2 separate regions of the Pan troglodytes genome follow, and region 2 is linked to region 1. Evidence: chromatin contacts called from public HiChIP or PLAC-seq data. All regions are on one chromosome and are shown on one strand. The core of a region is the stretch at or near the end of the contact, and the rest is flanking DNA. Distances in the headings are between cores, read along the strand shown.

Region 1 (3,804 bases), core at 746-3,245:
TATATATCATAATATTAATCGATACATACCTTCTACTGTCTAAACGCTGGGGCTCCTTTAGCCAGTGAGCACCACATGAGCAAAGGAGAAAGGGAAATTTACCCAACATGCACCATATGCAACTAAATACTTCAGATGTGGTTTGCCTACCTACAATCACTTAATGGTTAAGACAAAGGTTTTGTCTGGAGCCCGACTACATGGGTTCCTCCTTTGGCAGCTGTGGGATCTCAAGAAGATGACAATTTCACTATGTTTCAGCTTGTTCATCTCAGAAAATGAGCCACCATCTAATGAGGTGGTTATTGTTTTTCTGATAGGCTAATATACCAGGCTCATAGACTAATATACCAGGCTCATAGACCTAAAGCACTTATAACAGCACCTGGCATACAGCAAGCACTCAATATATGTCGGCTACTTCTCATTTCCCTCACAGCACCCTCGTGAGGAAAATACAACCCCACAATTAGGTGAACAGTGTTTTCCACTTACAGAGGAGGCATTTTACAAAGACAGGTAATTCACTTGCTCAGAGATACAGAAAGTGACAGAGGTAAGTAAACGCCATTCTTTCTCCACCGTGCAAGGCTGGCCGTGTTACTTACGCCGTTACCAGCTAAGGCCTACCGCAAAATAAAAAAGTCACAAACCTCTCAGTGAGTGACACTTCCTCAAGGAAGTCAGACTGTGCTAAAAGGAAATCAGATTGTGCTAATCTTGACGTCTCATCTCAACTAAAAAAAAAAGGTATTGTTTTCCCAGGTACACAACGCCGAAGAAAACCACTGCCAAGTCTTAAAAGCAACCATCTCCTAGTGGGTTTGGTAGACTCAGGCCCTTCCCAAAGCAAGCCATAAGGGAACTCACACAGAGAAGGGGGAAAGAGAAAGGGAAGAGATTGATGGGTAAAAAGACCCACGACAGAACTTCAAAACAAAAAAATGTACACATGTATTTTGTCCCAGAGGCATCTGCTATGATTTATTAAACTGAAGCCAATAGCGCCCATTCTTAATGAATGAGCTGGCGTAGCTCCAATATACACACGGCACTGACACACAGGCTCAAGGCCTGCAGGGGCCTTTTTTCCCTCTGGGAGACACCTGACAGATCGCAGGTTAATCTTAAACAACTGGAAGCAAGATGTCAACGAGCAGATAAGATGGGCTTGCTCTTTTTTTCCATTCCAGGGATCGAATTTTTAGGAACTGTTGTATACGAGACATTAACCCGGGAGGTCAGGAAGCCTGATTTCCAGGCCTAAGATGTGCCAGGCGTCTCCCTCCGGGGGCGGGCTCCGCAAGCCGCCGGGCTGGTTGCTCGTCCGCCCGCCCCTCCCTCGCCCCTTCGGCATCCTCGGGAGGCCGGCGGCGGGAACAGGGCTGCCCCGGGCCACCTGCCATCTCCTCCGCCACCCTTCCAACAGTTGCTTCAAACTCAGAAGAGGCCGCCCTGGCCCCAGGAGCATGCTGTCAGCTCATTTCTCGACTCGCCGCCCTGCCCAAAGGCGGCTGCAGGAGGGCGCGCGGCGGCGTGGGTGGCAGCGGCGGGAAGCTGCCCGACAGGACCCCTGGCTGAGCCGGCTCCCGCGGATCGCGCGCTGCAGCCGGAGGCATGAGGCCTGGGCGACCCGTACCCCGGCCCGGGACCCCAGCCCCGCTGCCCCGCCGCCCCGGCCGACTCGGACGCCCGCCGCCGCCCACTCACCGCCGCATTCGGCAGAGTACTGGTCCCCCCAGTCCCCGGACTGCGGGCTGCAGCCGCCGCCGCCCGCCGGGGCCTCCTGCTGCTGCCGGTGCTGCAGCTCCTGCTTGAGCAGGGAGAGCGGCGAGTAGTGCTCGGTGGCCAGGGCGCCTGGCCGCAGCCCGGCGGACAGGACCCCCAGCAGCAGCAGCACCAGGACACGCCGGGCGGCGCCCGCGGCGGCCACAGCGCCGCCCCAGAAGCAGCAGCAGCAGCAGCAGCCGGCAGGTGCCATCTTCCCTCAAGGCGCATGTGCGACAGCCCTGGCCCGGCTCTCAGGCCTCCCCGCCTCTAACCTACGGCGGGCAGGTGGACCGTGGCAAGGGGGTGGGACAAGGGGAGAAGCATTGTGTGCTGGGAATGGTAGTCCCAGCTCGGCCAGCCCGGGGCGGCCTTGCCGGTGCCGGGACTACGAATCCCAAAAGCCCCGCGCGGCGCAAGTCTTCCGGTCTGGCGTCTGACGTCTTACCCTCCACAGAATCGGAAGTTCTGGACTGCAGTTGAGTGGAAATGGGCAACGGCGGGCGGAGCGGCCTGCAGCAGGGGAAGGGGAACGTGGGTGGGGTGGCAGCGACTCCTACTGCTGCCTCGGCCTCCTGCCAGTACAGGTGCATCGAATGCAACCAGGAGGCCAAAGAGTTGTACCGAGACTATAACCACGGTGTGCTGAAGATAACCATCTGTGTGAGTTGTCAGATGTGGGGTGCCCTTGAGAAGAAAATGGCGCGGTGGGATTTGGGGACCGCGAGGAGCAGGGTCCTCTGATACAGTCTTTAGTTCGGTAGTTGACATTCCCGCCCGGGATCTTTGCATGAATATCTGTACTGATAGAGAACTCAGCTACCCGACAGCGCTTTTCTCATACTGGGGCATATTTGGGTGATATGACCTAAGCCGGCGAACGGACCGGACCGACAGACAGAGGTAGATGTGGGCATTTTGCAGAGAAATTTAAAGATCAATTAGGTTGACATTTTGGTTCATGCCAAAGCTACTTCCTTCTAGCTCTTCTCCCTTTTACAGAGAGATGGTACCATCCTTACCCTCCACAACCCATGTTGAATTCACCTACGATGCTTTTTAAAGGTTTCATCAATTGTCGTTATTGGATGTCTACAGTGTACAAAGCATTATGCTAGACGTTGGTGGTACAAAACCCAAAAGTGAGGAAGTAAAAATTCTCATTTCAAGGTGTTCGTAGAATACCCTTGAACTTTCTGATGATTTTCCATCTCAGAGTTAAGGCCCGAATCCCTGAACTGGCTTATAAGGCTCTATGGAGTCTCCTGCTACTCTTTCCCTTCTTTATTTTACGGCAGAGAGAATAATCTTATGTTTAAAGAGTCTACAAAGTTGGAGGTTCTTTGGGGGTATTAATTAGCAAAGAACCTGTCACAGAATAGACAGTACATTTTTGTCCCATTTCAGATCTTGTGATTTTCTAATCTCTTTAGTAAATTATGGTCTGTAGTAATATACAAGAGAATTGACAAACTGAGTGTATACCTGTATAATCTGTCAACCACATAACGTTCTGGTGCATACACCCTCAATTTCCTGTTCCTCTCTCAAGTACTTTCCCTCTTTTGTCAAAATGTCAACCCTTGTTAAATCCAACATATTGCCTGGTCTTGTCCCTGTACCCATGCAGCAGTACGTTGCTGGGGAAAAACAAATTTGTGACGATTAACCTCATATAGGCCTTTCATGATTTCTGGCAATCTTATTTCGGTGTTTTTTTTCTTTCTTTCTTTCTTTTTGAGATAGAGTTTCCCTCTGTCACCCAGGCTGGAGTGCAGTGGGGCACTCTTAGATCACTAAAACCTCTGCCTCCCAAGTTCAAGCAATTCTCCTGCCTCAGCCTCCCGAGTAGCTGGGATTACAGGCCCACACCACCACGCCAAGCTAATTTTTGTATTTTTAGTAGAGACCAGGTTTCACCATGTTGACCAGGCTGGTCTCGAACTCCTGACCTCAAATGATCCACCCACCTCGGCCTCCCAAAGTGTTGGGGTTACAGGCATGAGCCACTGCGAAAACAGAAGAGAACTTCCACTA
Region 2 (3,804 bases), core at 475-2,974, 110 kb before region 1:
TTTTCCCCTCCCCAGTTTACCACACCCTTGTTTTTCCTGGCAAAGCGATCAGAATTTGAAGTCCAGTAGAGAATTTCCTTTTGATTCCATCAGAATAAAGAAACACTGGCAGCATCCTTCAGTCATTTCACTTTTCCCTCACATTAAAGTGGGTTTATGACCATGAACACTTCGTATTAATAAATGTCTCAGCACACCCAAGCCTGAAAATCTGATCTAAACCTCCTTAACTTGAATTCCATCCACAATCCACAACTTCCTCGGAAAAAAAACTCTCCCAGCTTCTCCTTCCTCTAGCCCAAGAAACAGCCTTAACAGCGAGCGATTTCATTCTTACACTCTTTGCTCAGCTTGACTTTGCTCCTCACTGCAAAAGTTGAGTTTGAAACGCCAAAGAGTCACAGTGCAAATTCTAATGGCACCAAATAGGCTTCGGTTAAACACATTTCTAAGAAAAAGAAGACCAAGTTTCTGAACCCTACAGAAGATTCAGGCGTTTGTGACTAAGTGTGGGTCATCCCTGAGCTTTTTCTGGAACAGATTCAGCGTTTCTACCTTCACAAATGACGGCCCCTCTAGCAGTCTGGACAGTGTCTAGATCTGAGACCTAAACATGCCCTGTTATGTGGCCAAGACTTACTGGAGCTCATTTAAACTTATCGTCCCTTAGTTTTTGGGTGGAAAACAGGGCCACCATGCTCACCCTTAAAACATACGCTGGGCATTGTGCTCACTTGGAAAACATCTTAGGGTGATGGATGGGTTTCCCTCCTTATCTTGGAAGACACCTTTTCTTTCTTGTTACCTGGCTTGGCAATTTTACTTTCCCCATACATCTCATCACAAGTATTCATGTTAGTATATATCATTTGCTCAGTCCCTTCACGGGCAGGCACGGGGTGGGCGTTATTACCCCTGTTTTACACAGTGGAAACTGAGGCTCTAAGAAGTTAATTCACCTACCGCCATACAGATAGTAAGTAGCAGAGCTGGATTAAAACCCAGGCTTGTCTGGTTTAAAATTGCTTGTTGTTTCCACTTTGGTCAGCCTCGCTTACGACAGCTCCGGGAGAAGTCTCTGGAGTCCGTGCGAGCCGGCGGATCAGGTCTAGATGGAGGTTCTTTAACGACCCCACCTCTCGGCGATCTCTTAACCAACTCCCCCAGCGGAGCCCCCACCCCCCGAACTTCGGCTCTGGGGCTCCCCTCCCACCCACTGCCATTCCTGCCTTTTCTTTTCCAGCCCCTACCAGCTGGGGCGGCCTCACGCCGGCAGGTGCCCACCGGGCCGGGGCGCCTCGGGGCGCCGGGCGGGGAAGAGGGTCCGCGGCCAGGCCCGCACCTACCTCGTCCCCGAAGCGCACCACCTTCTGACCCGTGGGCCCGCGCAAGCCGGGGAAGCGCGTGAGCTCCTCCGAGTCCCCGGGGTCTCGGGGCGCCGGGGCGCGCGGCCCCACCAGGCACCGGTCGATGATCTCGTCCTGCTGCGCGGGCGGCAGCCGCGCCCACTCGGGCCCGTACTTCTCGCGGATCTTCTCCTTGTCCTGCATGATCTTCCTGGCCATGGGGCTCAGCGACGAGAAGTAAGTGAAGCGCTTTCGCTCCCGGTCGTCCAGAGGCCGGTTCCCGCTCATGACCGCCGAGCGCGAGGCCGCGATCGCCGCCGCCATGGACGCCATGCCCGGCCTGCCCGCCGCTCCCGGCCCGCGCCCCGCCCCTCGCTGTGCCCGCCCCCGCCCCGCCCCGCGCCGCCCGGAGCCCCGCCCCCTCCGGGAACCCCGCCCTGCACCGCCGCGTACCCGGGTCTCCAAGCCAACCCAGCTCCCCAAGCCCCGGGACCCCGGCCCTCCGCGGCCCCCTCCCCGGGAGCTCCTCCCTCCGGGCCCCTCCCCCTGCCACCCCCTCGCGGACCCCAACGAGTCCCCCTTTACGCCTCCATAGTGGATTACCGCGGTGCCCGCAGGTTTCGGGCTCCCCTTACCCGGCTCAGGTGGTAGCCGGCGTGTCCCTGAGCCCGCGCCCGGCGCTCTGAGAGGGTGGCCGTGGTTAATTCCCGGTAGTGACCGCCATAGCGCCACGTGGCCGCTGCTTGACAAAGGAAACTTTTTTCAACCTCCAGTGAGCCTAAGAAAGCCCCAGCATTTCAGGCCAAGCCGCTGGCTGCCTGGCTTCTGTTTTTACTCCTTTCCTTCTGTCCCTTTCTGGGACGAGCCACACCTTCTCTGCTTTCTCTGGGCCCGTCCAGGACGCTGGGCCCGGGGCCTGGCGCGGTGAGCTGCAGATAGCCGGGGGCGCAGGGCAGCCCGGAGGCCGGAGGGCGACCTGGAAGGCTGGACCCGTGCGGGGCGTCTGGTGCTCAAGGAAAGTCAGCTCCCGCCGCCCCTCAGGGCCAGGTGGGTGCATGAAGTACCCGGTGGCCCAGGTGCCTTTCCCCAACCCAAGGAGCTCAGAACTCTTGGCAGTTCGACGTTTGCAAACAAACCAAAGAGGAGCAGAAAGTTTTCAGACTGAGGCGACATCCCAACAGGTAGGGGGCCAGGGTTTGTCATTTTGAGGTGTGTCCCAGACAGACCACAAAATTAAAATTATAGCGAGCCCCTACTTCCCCCAACCCCCTCTCTCCATCTGACTGATTTTAACAAGACTAACAGGACTCAGGTGAGAATTGTGTCCACTCGTAAAATAAAAAAACAAAAACCAAAACCAGCATTTCAGCTGTTATCCAGGGTCTTTGCCTGGATAGTTCTGAACACAAAAGTAGAAATAACTTGCAAAGTCCTATTTTAAATGTGAGATGGCCTCATCTTCCGGCCCGGAAATCCTCAGAATATTTTTGGAATGTCATGAATGTGGCAGGCTCTACGGTTAAGGACATTATTATCAACAATGTTCACAACATAATATATTGAAGCAGGGAAAGGCAAGAACCACCAAATATAGTCTCCACAGTAAGTGGCGGATTATTTATGAGACCGGAAGTTTAAGGACAGTTTTTTGGAGTGTGATCTTCTGTTTGAGTTGATGCTAGAGAAGCTCAATACACTGACCTGAATCCCACTGATTTCTCTCCTCTAATCCTTGTTTAATAATATAGGTAATGTTTAAAGATATATTATTGAAATTAATTAACATCCCCAGGCTTGCTTTGATATTCACATAAGAAGCTGTCCGTACCCTTAGAAACTTGGTCTCATGCTGTTTTCAAAGCAGTTGTGGAAATAATTGTTGCCTTCAAAAAAAAAAAAAAAAACCACAACCCCATGAGGTGTTTTGGGTCTGGCAATAATTGATAGTCAAAGAAGTTTTCAAGATAATAAAAGCGTGAGATAATTCAGGGACTTTGGCCAAAGTATGTAAAGTCCATGATCTGGATGATAAGGGGCTAACTGAAAGAAAAATTCTTCCAGATTATAAGAAGAAACTCAGGGGAATTAAAATATGGCTCTAACAGATGACTTGGCTGAAATTAGAAACTTTTTTTTTTTTTTTACATATATCTTTATCTACTCCTGGAGGGAATAAAAATAGCCAAACTCCAGCCGGGCACGGTGGCTCACGCCTATAATCCCAGCAGTTTGGGAGGCCGAGGCGGGCGGATCATGAGGTCAGGAGATCGAGACCACCCTGCCTAACATGGTGAAACCCCATCTCTACTAAAAATACAAAAAGTAGCTGGGCATGGTGGCACGTGCCTGTAATCCCAGCTACTCTGGAGGCTGAGGCAGGAGAATTGCTTGAACCAGGGAGTCGGAGGTTGCAGTGAGCCAAGATCGCGCCACAACACTCTAGCCTGGGCGACAGAGG

Evidence for each region. HiChIP or PLAC-seq counts read pairs in DNA pulled down with a chosen protein or histone mark.
Region 2: a contact with region 1 is called in an H3K4me3 HiChIP or PLAC-seq map of stem cell-derived excitatory neurons, with 2.0 times the contacts expected there. The contact joins the promoter of C1H1orf198 here to the promoter of ARV1 in region 1. A contact is called at or near these places in 1 of 7 Hi-C or Micro-C datasets (stem cell-derived neural progenitor cells) and 1 of 1 datasets of contacts at active chromatin or transcription factors (stem cell-derived excitatory neurons).

The regions. Positions count from the first base shown.
Region 1 is chr1:18,207,652-18,211,455 of NHGRI_mPanTro3-v2.0_pri, reverse strand. It overlaps ARV1 (ARV1 homolog, fatty acid homeostasis modulator), which reads left to right and starts at 1,995. Exons shown (of 6, transcript XM_016940784.3): 1 at 1,995-2,430. The coding sequence starts at 2,257. It overlaps TTC13 (tetratricopeptide repeat domain 13), which reads right to left and starts at 2,069. Exons shown (of 21, transcript XM_054660048.2): 1 at 1,711-2,069. The coding sequence starts at 1,981.
Region 2 is chr1:18,317,337-18,321,140 of NHGRI_mPanTro3-v2.0_pri, reverse strand. C1H1orf198 (chromosome 1 C1orf198 homolog) reads right to left here and starts at 1,724. Exons shown (of 4, transcript XM_016940703.4): 1 at 1,347-1,724. The coding sequence starts at 1,679. It overlaps LOC107970607 (a long non-coding RNA gene), which reads left to right and starts at 2,438. Exons shown (of 2, transcript XR_008537511.1): 1 at 2,438-2,527.